2 separate regions of the Capra hircus genome follow, and region 1 is linked to region 2. The links are chromatin contacts, called in public Hi-C maps. All regions are on one chromosome and are shown on one strand. Each heading gives the region's core, a stretch centred on a gene start, on an enhancer-like site or on the middle of the called end of the contact. The rest is flanking DNA. Distances are from core to core; before and after follow the strand shown.

Evidence for each region. A called contact is a pair of places that touch in the nucleus more often than the background predicts.
Region 1: a Hi-C map of blood shows a contact between it and region 2, with 2.6 times the contacts expected there. The contact joins the promoter of GGCT here to the enhancer-like site in region 2. A contact is called at or near these places in 2 of 5 Hi-C or Micro-C datasets (both in blood).

Annotation. Positions count from the first base shown.
Region 1 is chr4:54,437,654-54,444,394 of ARS1.2, reverse strand. It overlaps GGCT (gamma-glutamylcyclotransferase), which reads left to right and starts at 4,741. Exons shown (of 4, transcript XM_005679249.3): 1 at 4,741-5,140. The coding sequence starts at 5,000.
Region 2 is chr4:54,169,279-54,176,229 of ARS1.2, reverse strand. No RefSeq gene overlaps it. Among named protein-coding and RNA genes, the nearest start is that of ZNRF2, 14 kb to the left of the region's middle. Within about 2 kb of position 4,114, at least 3 of the 5 cell types and tissues checked have an H3K27ac peak or open chromatin away from gene starts, as enhancers often do.

The DNA.
Region 1 (6,741 bases), core at 3,492-5,991, 270 kb before region 2:
CCTAGAACTAGACTGAAGCTCTTACTAAAATTGCAAGCACAAGAAAAGAATGAAGAAAGGCACCGAGCTGACATTTCTGACTTTCGGTACAAGCTCTTCATTCTGGACCTAATGATATAAAAATAATGAAGATCTAATAAGACCTGACAAGATTAGCTAGAAAATGGAAATTTGAGGAGGACTATTTGAAATATGGATTTTTATCTACTATCTGTAATTAATTTTACATATAAAACATATGTATGTTTTACATTGATATGAGAGTTAAAATAGTTACTTTAAAATTTTATATTTTGTAGATATTTTATATATATATGCTTAGTCACTCAGTTGTGTCTGACTCTTTGCGACCCCATGGATGGTAACCCGCCAGGCACCTTTGTCCATGGGGATTCTCCAGGCAAAAATACTGGAGTGGGTTGCCATGCCCTCCTCTATGGGATCTTCCCAATCCAGGGATCAAACCCAGCTCTCCCACATTGCAGGCAGATTCTTTACCATCTGAGCCACCAGGGAAAGGAAAGGAAAGTGAAGTCGCTCAGTCATGTCTGACTCTTTGTGACCCCATGGACTGTAGCCTACCAGGCTCCTCTGTCCATGGGATTTTCCAGGCAAGAATACTGGAGTGGGTTGCCATTTCCTTCTCCAGCGGATCTTCCTGACCCAGGGTTGGAACCCAGGTCTCTCACATTGTAGACAGACGCTTTACCCTCTGAAGCACCAGGGAAGCCCATCATATATATATAACTATATATACTCTTATATATAGTATATGTGCTCAAAAGTCTTAATGATACAATCAAAAACTTAGTCTACTGGATTAAAAGATGGCATTTGGAAGAAATCTGTCCTCATTATCTTTATCAAGTAATTGAATACTAGTACTACTATTTCATAATATTCTTATAGATATGATAGAGATTGCACTTGAATAATAATCAGTTATATTTAGACCATGAGGGCTTTACAATTTGAGAAATTTGGGAAGCAATACCAAGTAATGACTCCAGAATCAGATTGCTTAATCTCTTCAGTCATTGCTTCCTGGCGCAAGTTATTTAACCGACCACACCTCAGTTTGCTTGACTATGAAATGAGACATAGTAGTAATTTCTGCATAGGGCCCTTTTCAGGATTAAATGTAAAAGTTTAAACTGGCATACAATAAGCACTCAGTGAATGTTAACTAATATTAACCAGGCTTTGGTTAAATTTGGGGTTTTAAAAGTGTGCTTTGCTTTTTAAAAAAGTTTTTTAAAAATTACATTTTTTACTTTAAAAAATTACTTTAAAGTTTTCAATGAAGTATGGTTGATTTACAATGCTGGGTTAGTTTCAGGCGTACAGCAAAGTGATTCAGTCACTGATTCTTTTTCAGATTCTTATAGATTATTATAAAATATTGAGTATAGTTTTCTATGCTATACAGTGTCTTCTTATTGGTTATCTATTTTGGTTAAATCTGAGGGACTTCCCTGGCAGCCCAGGGATTAAGATTTTGTGCTTCTAATGCAGGGGGAACAGTTTCCATCCCTGGGTGGAGAACTAAGACCCCCTGTGCTGCACGGCCACAAAATAGATAAATAAATGGGAGAAAACAACCCCCCCTTGCTACCTACTGCCTCTTGTTGGCCAACAGGGGTCAGTACATGGCAATCTACATGGGGAAGCTAAATAAAATGCTTCATTGGGGCAAGAAAAGATTTTCAGTGTCTGAGGAAACATCTATGTTTAACTTCAGAAAATTTTCACAAACTGGTGTTGCAAAAAATCAGTCACGATAAAATTAAGCACTTAGAAGTATAGAAAGAAAAAAGTCAAAATACTTTAAAAAGTAATTAAATCGTAAATATATTTCAAATGTTTAAAAGCAGTTTAAAATGCAGAAGGATGTTTTAAATGGTAGTACTCTGCAGCAGAGACCTTGGGAATTCATGGTGCAGTAGGGCACGATCTTGCCAAGAAAAGCAACTTGCTTACCGAAATGACCAAATATGTATGCCAAGTTCTGCTGCCTTCATGTTTGGGGTGGGGGCAGGAGAGAGCATGAACCTTCCTATTTGCAGACTATATAACAGTAAAGTTCATTATTGAATGCTCACTATATCAAGTGTTTTACTTACATCACCATTTTTTTCTTTACTTTTCAACATGAAAATATTCAAATATATAGAAAATTATAAAATAAGCATCCATATACACACAGTTTAACGTTTAACAGTTTCCTTATTTTAATTTTTCTGAATTATTTTAAATACAGATAGCAAAATACACCAATTTTGCTCCTAAATACACCAATATATTATCTTAAAAGAGAAGTTTTTCTAAATAAACACAATGCCATTGTATGCATGCATGCTCAGTCGTGGTGACTCTTTTCGACCCTATTGACTATAGCCTGCAAGGCTCCTCTGTTCGTGGGATTTTTCCAGGCAAGAATACTGGAGTGGATTGCCATTCCCTCCTCCTGGGGATCTTTCCCACACAGGGATCGAACCTGTGTCTCCCGCGTTTCCTGCATTGGCAGGCAGATTCTTTACCACTGAGCCACCTGGGAAGCCCAGAATACTGTTAAAAAACAAAACAAAACAAACACCAAAACTATCTAGTATCATCTAATGCTTTAGTCTCTATTCAAATTCTCCAATTGTCACAAAATATCTTTTATACCAGAACCAAGGACAAGCCATTGTATTATGTTTCTTAGGCTTCTTTTTATCTAAAACAGCCCTCCCTCAGTATTGCCTCTCTCCTTTTTTCTTTTCTTTTTCTTTTTTTAAAGGCACTGAGTTAATTTAAGAGACTGAGCCATTTGTTCTACAGGATGTCTCACCACTTGCTCTGGATTTTTTCTGATTGTTTGCTTCTATCCTTCATCCTTGCAGTTCCTGCTTGATTACTCTGAAGTTAAAGATTTTTGGAAACAGTGATTCACAAATGATGCTGGTGCTTCATATTATATCACATAAGGAGACGCATAATGTCAGGTTGGTCTAATTTTAGTGATGATAAAATTGACCTAGGTTAAGTTGGGAAGGGACCGGATTTCTCCACTGTCTTTATGGATTTCCCCTGATAACTGGCACATGATCCCTGGCTCTATGTGAATATCCTGTTTCCTATCACACTTTTACCTGTTGGTCTCATGATCCTGGTATGAATTAATCATTTCAGTAGGGACTGCAAAATGGTGAATTTCTAATTCTATCCTTCATTTTACATTATTTAGCTGGCATACTTTTGTAAAGGGAACTGTTTCCTCACCAACTGGGGCCATTTGGTTACCCTGAAATACATCTGCAACTAGAAAAGCAGGCTAAATGTTTGTTTTCTTAAATTACCAGTTTTCAGAGTAAAGAGTTGGTATAAAAGTCACTACCAGTAGTATGGTAGACAAAGTTTTTTAAAGTTTTTTTTTTTTTTTTTTTTTTAAGATTTGTTTACTCTTGTGGGGATTTAGTTTTATGTTTGACATTTTAAATCAACTGCAGTTATTTGTGATGCTTAAATCATTCTAACTTTAGCCAGTGGGTGTTCCTTCAAGTTGGCTTCTGTGTCCTTTTCAAAGAACTTTATTTTTTAATACCTCTTGATTTTCTGTCACAAGACGTTCTGAGTGCTCCTCTTGACCCAGCATCAGCCATTTCTCCAAGGAACCCTGGTACCTTTTAGTGGAAAAGTGGTATTTAAAAATCAAATTCTGGGTGCCAAGGATAGTTCATATTAATTTTCATTTCAAAGTTAACAATATAGAGTTTTAATGTCATTGTTATTATATTTACATGGGAGCTTTTACCCTAATAACATTAACAAAATTACTTTTAATATTTATATCAACCCTATGAGATAGGGGATCATATCTTACGTTTATAACTTGTGATCATAATTTATGTTACAATCTCTATTTTAAAAGGAGACACCAGAGACAAGAGGTTCAGTTCAGTTGCTCAGTCGTGTCCGACTCTTTGCGACCCCATGGACTGCAGCGTGCCAGGCTTCCCTGTCCATCACCAACTCCTCGAGCCTGCTCAAACTCATGTTCATCGTTACACGTCCAGTAAACAGCACATCCAAGTAAACAGCAAGTAAACGTTACACGTGCGAGGTTACACGTCCAGAAAACAGCAGCGTCGGGCTTTGAGGCCCTCATGCAACTTCCATCAGGGGAGACCCTCACTCTCAGAGGAGCTTTCCCAGGAGGCCAAGGGTCCTTAGAAAAGGTAATCAGGTAGATAATCAGGCCTGCTGTTCAAACTCGCGCGTCTGAATTCTTTGCGAGCCCATGGACTGCAGCACACCAGGCTTCCCTGTCCTTCACTATCTCCCGGGGTTTGCTCTAGTGCGAGGTCTTATCCACCAAGCCCTCTGATCAGCGCTAGGGTGCAGAACCAGCGAGTGGTGTGAACAGACCCCCTCCTCATTCCTCCAAACCCAAAGGGCGGGACCGGGCGAGCTGCCGGCAGAGGGACCGTCGGGTGCATGGTCCGAGCCGCTGTTTCACTGTAAATGGATCCCAAAGCTGCCTAAAGAGTATACACTGTCAGGGAACCACGCACGCATCACCCAACGTGGAGAAAATCCAAATGGGACCTGTGAGCAGCTCGGCAGAGGACCTGACCCGCCCCTTCATAGAGCCCCGCCCACCTGCCAATCAGAGGGAGCCTTGAACAGGGGGCGGGACAAAAGAGGAGCAGGTCCAATGAGGAATCAGCCTCCGGTCGCCTCAGGACCGAATATTACAAAGTCCAAGCTGCTAGCCTAGAGGAGGCGGTGGGTTGGCCAATCAGAGCGAGTAACTCACAGCGTTGGGTACTGGCAGCCAGTCAGAAGAGTGCTGGCAGGTGACTCGCACGGCCCCAGCTTCCCGCCTTTCCCCTAACCTCTAAATCTGGGGGCCGGTGGTTCCCGGGTTAAGTTCTTCCGACACGAAGCTGTATTTCTCGTCCTCTCTTTACGCTTGTACTACCGACCCCAGGCCTGTGCAGGCATCTGGTGGGACATGGCGAACTTGGGCTGCGAGGCCCTCCGGAGTCAGGATGGGGAGAGTTTTCTCTACTTCGCCTATGGCAGCAACCTGCTGACGGAGCGGATCCACCTCCGAAACCCCTCCGCCGTGTTCTACAGCGTAGCCCGCTTGCAGGTCAGTGCTCTCCTCCTGGCCCCCGAGATGTCCTCTGCTCTCTCTGCAGACAAAGCGGACAGGATTTTGAGAACTCACTTTCTCAGGGCCGCTCATCGCCAGCGTTGGTCTGGGAATGCAGCTGTCTCTGCTCAAAGTACATCAGGGTTCCCTGCACGACCCTCCCCCCACCCCCTTCCCCCACGGGTCCCTCTCGTCCTCTCTCAGCCCTCTGCTTGATCCCGGCTGCGCTGTGCTTCTCTGGCTCCTGTGCCTCCCAGGCTGCCCTGAGCTCGCCCTCCTGACGTTCTCACCAGCTGCTCATTCTGCCCAGCTCCCGATGCCTCTCCCCTGGCCACTGACTTAGGGACATCATCGCAGAATCCACTTGGTTGGTCCCTCTAAGAAATCTTCTCTCACCCAAGCCAAGGAATCAGTTGCTTTCTGGTCTACATTTGCTCCAGGACTTGTCACCTAGTTTTATAAAAATCCGTTTACCGACCTTTTGCTCTCTACCTGAGGGGTCCTGAAAGCTGGAGCTATGTCTCATTCATAGTAAGGCTGTGCTCACTTAAGTCTAATGGCTGAATGAACCTTCACTTGCCTTGGTAAGAATCATAGCTCTTAGTACAGTACATTTATTCATTTAGTTCATATTCTTCCAGCACTTACCTGGAGATACAAAGATGGCTGAGTAAAGCTAGTAGCTTTCAGGACCTCCCCATCTGTAGGAGAGACAGGCAAACAAATTACCTACAGAGCCTTTTGACATCATTTTACCAGACAGACATGGTCCCTGCTATCATTGGTTGGGTTCTTAGTTGCAAGCAACAGAAGTAGCTGATTTAAGCAGAAAAAGAATGTGTTGAAAGGCTGTTGAACAGCTCACAGAATGACCAGGAAGGTAGGACCATAGAGCTGACAAAACAGGCAGGCATAGAAGGGAAGCTATAAAATAGCCAGTATCGCAGATGGAAACAGCCCAGGAGGCCACTGTTGACTCACCCTTGAGCTTGGTAAACATGGACATTGCGTCATGAATCACTCATTCTGGACCCTGCCTCTACTGTCACTGTATCTGGAAGCTCCTGAAACCCAAATACAGTTCCCACCCCCAGAGTGGAATTTCTGCTCCCCTATGTCACTGACTTCTAATTCAGAACCCTAGGTGGGTGTCCTAGGCTAAATCTTGGCCATATGCCCATGCCCTGACTCCAAGCAAAGCTAGGAGAACCAGTCTCTGGCATTTGAAACTTCAAAAACAGGAGTTGGGCTCTGAGCACTATCTACCCATCAAACTCATACGATAGGGAATTCCCCAAATATGGTAAAGAAGCTTAGATGTTTATAGTTGGGATGCAGCAAAGAACTATCTAACCAATGATATTCAGTCACAGGTATGGTCAGTCTTAAAAGGAGATGAATTGTACCTTGCTCTCAGTTTTGCTCTGAACCTAAAACTGCTCTGAAAAGAGTGAAAAAAAAAAATTTGTTTTAAGGAAGCATTGAAGGTGCTATGGGAGTATGTGACTTAGGGATCTGACCTTACTGGGATGTACAGTAAAGCCATAGCTGAAAATGTAACTTAAGCTGAGATCTGAATGACTGGCGAGGGGAGAAGC
Region 2 (6,951 bases), core at 2,865-5,364:
CCAGTTCCCTTTGGGTCACTGTTGATTGACGTATGCCGCCAGGTTAGGGCAGGTTGGAAGTGGTAAACTCATAATTGCTGGGTGATCTATCCTTGGCAACCAGAGAGAAAACAGAGTAATAAGAGCTACTGCTCAACCTGCCCCACCCTCTGTTTCACAGAAACTAGCTGGGCTCTGGTTGCACTCTCAGGATTCAGGTCTAAACCAGGTAGGTTTTGAAACATAGCCCTGAACTAGGTTGTCCTTGATTCATGGAAACTGCAAAATACCTTGGGACCTGTGCTGGAGATGTCTTCATTCTTTAAGCAAAAGGTGACTGAGCATTTGCAATTGCCAGGCCCTGTGTTTACCAGTGGAGATGCAAAGTTAAACAGGGTCCCTGCCTTGGAAAAACTTACAGCCTAGAGTTAGGGGACATAGATATAAATCATGAGATGATTAGAGTGCAGTGTGATAAATGCATGCAGGAGCCGAGTGCAGGGACAGGGGTTGGGTGAAGGACAGATGAATTCCCAGAAGTGATACTGAACTGAATATTGAGAGTTGGCTTAAGCAGCCACAGGCATTCCAGGCTGAGGGAGCATGAAGCAAGGGAGAGCTCTGAGCATCTGAAGAACAGCAAACAGTTCATTAGAGCTGAAACAAAGAGTGGGAGGCGATGAGACAAGCGACTAGGCTGGAAAAGTAGGTTGAGGCAAAGTTTAACTGGCTTGGTATGCTGGGCTAAGAGGTTGGAATCAATCCAGAAGACAAAAGACAACCACTTTCATAAACAGGTAAGTAGCATGATTGTATATACATTTTAGAAGGATAACTCAAGCAGTATTTTAGAGAGTTTCTTGATAGAGAGGAAAGCACAATGGAAAAGGAAGACAAGTCAGGAGACTGATGTACAATGGATTCAAAAGCTATTAAAAGAGTAGCCACCATAGGTCTTGGAGGCCCATCAGGTGTTGTACATTACTGAGAAAGGACAGTCAAGGATAACAGGTAAGCTTTTGGGTCCCGGGGAGCACTAGATAGGAAAGATCAATTTTGAGAATTAGGGAAATACATTCAGCTCTACAAGGCAGAACAAAACCAGCCTTTAGGTTGTAGCAAGCCATGGAGTTAAGTTTTGTTGGCTTTAGGCATCCAACCCTATACTGAATTTGCACAGGGATACAAACAGCTTTCTCAAAGCCCTGAATTTCATTTAGTGCAATGCTTCTCAGTGCAAGAACCACATCTCCCACTCTCCAGCTCAGTGCTATTCCTGGGATAGACATTCTGAATATGCGGAACCCCAAGGGCAAGGAGAGCTAGTGCTCTGTGCAGTCAGGTTGGAGGATGACCAAATATTAATGCTGGGTGTGGCAAATTTATTTTTCCTCCTTGTTAACATTCCATGAATAAAGGAGATTTAGGCCTTGTTATTTTCCCACACAGTCTACTATGGACAGCAGTTTTCTATCACAGTGAATTAGGCTATTAAAAAGTTCATCACCTCAAAAATTGCATCTTTGCCACTGGACCACCAGGAAGATCTCAGTGACTAAGATACAGTTTTTGAGGTGATGAACTTTTTAATAGGCCAATTCAAGCCCTGGTCAAGGAACTAGACCCCACATGCCGCAACTAACAGTTTGCATGCCACAACTAAAGATCTGACAGGCTGCAACTGATAAAGATCCTGCATGCCACAACAAAGATCAAAGATCATTGTGCCTCAAGTAAGACCCAGCATAGACAGGTACATCAGCAAATAAAAAATACGTATCTAAAAATTGCATCTTATATTGTTGTACTTAAAATAATGACTGTGATAGGCAGGGAAATGGCCACCTAACGGGGTCTATGCCTTTATCTATGGTACTTGTGAATATATTACCTTACATGGCAAGAGGGACTTTGCAGGTATAAATAAATGAAGGGAGAGATTAAATGAGATAGGGAGATTGTATGATCTGAATGGGCCCAATTTAATTTCAAGGTTCCCAGAATTGAAAGAGACACGTGTACCCCAATGTTCATCGCAGCACTGTTTATAATAACCAGGACATGGAAGCAATCTAGATGTCCATCGGCAGACAAAAGGATAAGAAACCTGTGGTACATATACACAATGGAGTATTACTCAGCCATTAAAAAGAATACATTTGAATCAGTTCTAATGAGGTGGATGAAACTGGAGCCTATTATACAGAGTGAAGTAAGCCAGAAAGAAAAACACCAGTACAGTATACTGATGCGTATATATGGAATTTAGAAAGATCGTAACAATGACCCTATATACGAGACAGAAAAAGAGACACAGATGTAAAGAAGAGATTTTTGGACTCTGTGGGAGAAGGCGAGGGAGGGATGATCTGAAAGAAGAGTATTGAAACGTGTATATTATCATATGTGAAACAGATCGCCAGTCCAGGTTCAGTGCATGAGACAGGGGGCTCAAGGCTGGTGCACTGGGATGACCCAGAGGGATGGGATGCGGAGGAAGGTGGGAGGGGGTTTCAGGATGGGGAACACATGTACACCTATGGCTGATTCGTGTCAATGTATGGCAAAAAACACTACAATATTGTAATTAGCCTTCAATTAAATAAATTTTTAAAAATAATAATTTCAAGGTTCCTTATAGATGAAACAGGGAGGAGGAGAGGAGAGGCACTAGATATCAGTGTGGATTTTCCCGACCACCACTCTCTCTGCTCTCCAGGAGATATACCAGACAGCATCCTGGGTCCTTCCCCAAGTCCTGGCAAACACAGGGCTATTTTCAGAACTGTAATTTCACCAAATATATACTTACATATTTTGACCTTTCAAAATGATACATGCAAGAAGAGTGATACAGTGCAAGAAGAACTCAGTGGGCCATTGCTAAAGACAGGGGGCTACAAGCCAAGGAATGCTGGTAGCTTCTCGAAGCTGGAAAAGGCAAGGAAATGGATTCTCTCGAGATCCTTCAAGAGGAACACAGTCCCACCAACATTTCGGTTTTAATCAGTACAACCCATTTCAGATTTCTGACCTCTAATACTGCAAGATAGTAAATTTGTATTGTTTTTAGGCAATTGTTTGTGGTAATTTGTTACAGCAGCCAAGTGTGTTAGTCAGTTGTGTCGGACCTTTTGCCAGGGTCCTCTGTCCATGGAATTCTCTAGGCAAGAATACTGGAGTGGGTTGCCATTTCCTTCTCCAACAGCAGCCATAGGAAACGAATATATTGATTGTTCTTTAAGACTTCAGAAGCTCCCTGATGACAAACTGCATTTAAAAAAAAAAATCTAATAACCATGGCCAATGAAATTCTTATGTAGCTAGTCATACATATCTTTTTTTTGGCTTCCTGCCCTATTCGTGAGTCATGGGAGCATAAGATGCTTGATTTCCTGAAGCTAGGTATTACAAGTATCTGAGATCGCACGCTGCTTTTGAAAGACCCTAAGTGGAACACAGCTGGGACTTCCTATCACCTGCCTCAAAACAGCGTGTCTTCCAAATGCAAGCACTGAGATTAGGTCATAGCATTAAAAAGAACAGTCTTTGGTTCAGGGTTTCTGTGTTTTACAAGAGCTCTGAAAAGTCAAAATATGTAAGTATATAATATATTTGGTGAAATTACAGTTCTGAAAATAGCCCTGTGTTTGCTAGGACTTGGGTAAGGACCCAGGATCTGGTGCATCTCCTGCAGAGGCGGTCGGGAAAGCCCACACTGACATCTAGTGATCCAAAACTGCACTGCTAAAGGCTCCAAACCTGAAACAGTTGGCGTCAACCGGTTCCTCGTTTTCGTTTTCGATGCTCTTACCCTCCTAGACGGCTCAGGACTCGGCGTTGACCAGGAGACTGACCAGGTGACGTCAGCGGTCGTGGGCGGGGCCAAGGCGGGTCAGGCTCCTTTACGCTGTGTGTGTGTGTGTGTGTGTGTGTGTGTGTGTGTGTGTGTGTGTGCGCGCGCGCGCGCGTGTGTACAAAGTTCAGCCGTCTAAGAATTTTGCATTTTGTTTTGAGAAATAATCATTTCTGCGCTCTATTAAGCTACAAATTTTACTTCTAAAAGCCTTTCGGTGCTTCTGGTGACCAGACCCTTTAGTGCCAAATCAGTTTAAGAGCATTTACGTTTTCAAGGTACACAAAGCAATCGCTTCGGCTGTGATATCCGGAGCAAGGAATAATCTGCGCCAGGGAAGCACAAGTGCAGCAAGTACATGCCTTTTTTCGCCCCTGGAACTTTATCTGCCTTTGATCTTCGTCAGCTATATAGCCTAAAGCACAGAAGAAATGGCAAAGAATGCCCCTTACATTTCACTTTTTTCTCCGGATGCACATGGTGAAAATAAGTCAACAGAGTTACGATTTCTATGTTTCCTTACTGCGGGCAAAATTAGAAGCAAGACTGGGTTTTGAAGGCTGTTGCAGTAACTCAAGTACAAAATGATGAGGGCTGCACAATCATGTGAATACACTCAACTGCCACTGAGCTGTACACTTAAAGATGCTTTGAATAAAGAAGGTCCTACTGTATAGCACAGAGAACTATAATCATTATCCTTAAATAGTAATGAAAAAAAGTATGAAAAAGAATATATGTATGTGTAACTGAATCACTTTGCTGTTTGCTGTATAGCGGAAATTAACAACATTGTAAATCAATGATACTTAAAATAAAATTATTTTAACGATTAAAATTTTTGTTATGTATATTTTACCACCAGAAAAAAAAAAAAATTAGTAAGAGGCTGACCGGCATCAGAAACAGTGGGAAAGGAAGAGTCTACAGGGCTAATGAAATGATTGGGTGGAGATTTGTTTTCATTCCATGGGCAGATTGTGAACAAATAATAAACTCTAGAAGATTAATGCCAAAGAACACTCTTCCAACTGTCTGAAACAGTGTGGAAGAACCTCATCAGATTTTACAATGAAGTGTGTTTTTTCCATACATTTAGAACATTTTCTTTTATGGCATAAAATACCAAGCTTCAAGCAAATCATACAGATGGGAAAATAAAATGTGCTACACTAAAAGCACAGAGATTTAGCACAGAAAGGGCAAAAAGAAAACACACACACACATACACACACAAACACTTCATGAGGGATCTCTGATTCAGTTTTGAGTGTCAGAAGTAAGAAAGAGATAAAAAACATTTCCAGAATTGAGTTCTTTGTAAGCCAAGCAAAAACAAAAACGATATTTAAATAGGAGGAACTTCAGACATGACTTGCGCAAAGAGCAGATTCACAGGTTTGGAAATGACAATTTGTTACTTTTTAAAATTTGTAACATATTGAAATTATGATTCATTGGCATTCCAGGGAGGAATTATGAGAGATCTGGAATTTCTTCAGTAAAATGCAACATTTCTATTAACATTCAGATGTACATCTACAGAGTTTCTCTAGTATGTCTTTTAACACACGTCATCAGTTCAGTTGAGTTCAGTCGCTCAGTCGTGACCGCCTCTTCGCAACCCCATGAACCGTAGCACTCCAGGCCTCCCTGTCCATCACCAACTCTCGGAGTTCACCCAAACCCATGTCCATTGAGTTGGTAATGCCATCCTCTGTCGTCGCCTTCTCCTCCTGCCTTCAATCTTTCCCAGCATCAGGGTCTTTTCAAATGAGTCAGCTCTTCGCATGAGGTGGCCAAAGGATTGGAGTTTCAACTTCAACATCAGTCCTTCCAGACTGATCTCCTTTAGGATGGACTGGTTGGATCTCATTGCAGTCCAAGGGACTCTCAAGAGCCTTCTCCAACACCACAGTTCAAAAGCATCAATTCTTCAGCGCTCAGCTTTCTTTGTGGTCCAACTCTCACATCCTTACATGACCACTGGAAAAACCATAGCCTTGACTAGACGGACCTTTGTTGACAAAGTAATGTCTCTGCTTTTTAATATGCTATCTAGGTTGGTCATAACTTTCCTTCTAAGGAGTAAGGTCTTTTAAGACACGTCATACTACTAATAAATTTTGCTCTATTTCTTCATGCCTGCCCCTCTCCAATGACTGGGTGATGTGAAAAATACTGTCAAGACCGTTAAGGCCAATATGGCAGCTACAATTAAGATTTCATTTTAATACAGCAGGATTTTCTTTTCTTTTATTAGGATTTTTTTTCCTACTGAATTAAAGCTATTTGATAATAACTAATGACTTTCAGTAGTAAAAGAGTTTCTTCTGGAGCTCACAAAGAACTGAAAAAGAATAATTTGAAAACAAAAATTTTTTAAGCCCCATCATTCAGAAATTTTACCTAGTTTGATCCACATGAGCTTTAGAGAAATGAGTTTTGGAAAGCAAGAGTATCTCCTCGAGGAGTTTTATAAACTCAGTCACTATGCAGGGGAAAAGCAAATGTCTGTTGTCTTCAATACTCAATATTAGAATGATAATGACCTATAGTCAAATTTAAAATAGTGATGACTTGATAAAGTGAATAATAGAAACTGTCTTGTTTTTCAAAATTTAGTGTAATCAAGCTAATGGATTTTTATACTTTTCCAAACTACTTAATGGATATTTTATGATGAAAAATAATTATCTTTCTTGTCACACAAGATATAAAGAACCCAGATTTCCTCATTTGAAGAGTGGATAGCACCAGAAATAAGTTTATATCTGTTGAAGCAGTAATTCTAGGCATTGATCTACAGACTGATGCAGGTATGTGATGAAGCCTTCACAGTAAACTAAGAAAAATTAGTTCAATGCAGGTCTTGCTTTCTTATCTAGAAAAAGCTAAATGTCTTCCAACAATATGATGGTACCTCCAAAAATTAAGCATTCAATTACCATATGATCCAGCAATCCCACCTCTGGGATTATACTCAAAAGAATTGAAAGCAGTGACTCAAACAGATTTCTTCACCCTGTTCATAGCAGCATTACTAGAATAGCCTAAAGGTGGGAGCAACCTGTGTTCATCTGTGGATGAGTGGATTAAAAGAATGTAGTATATAC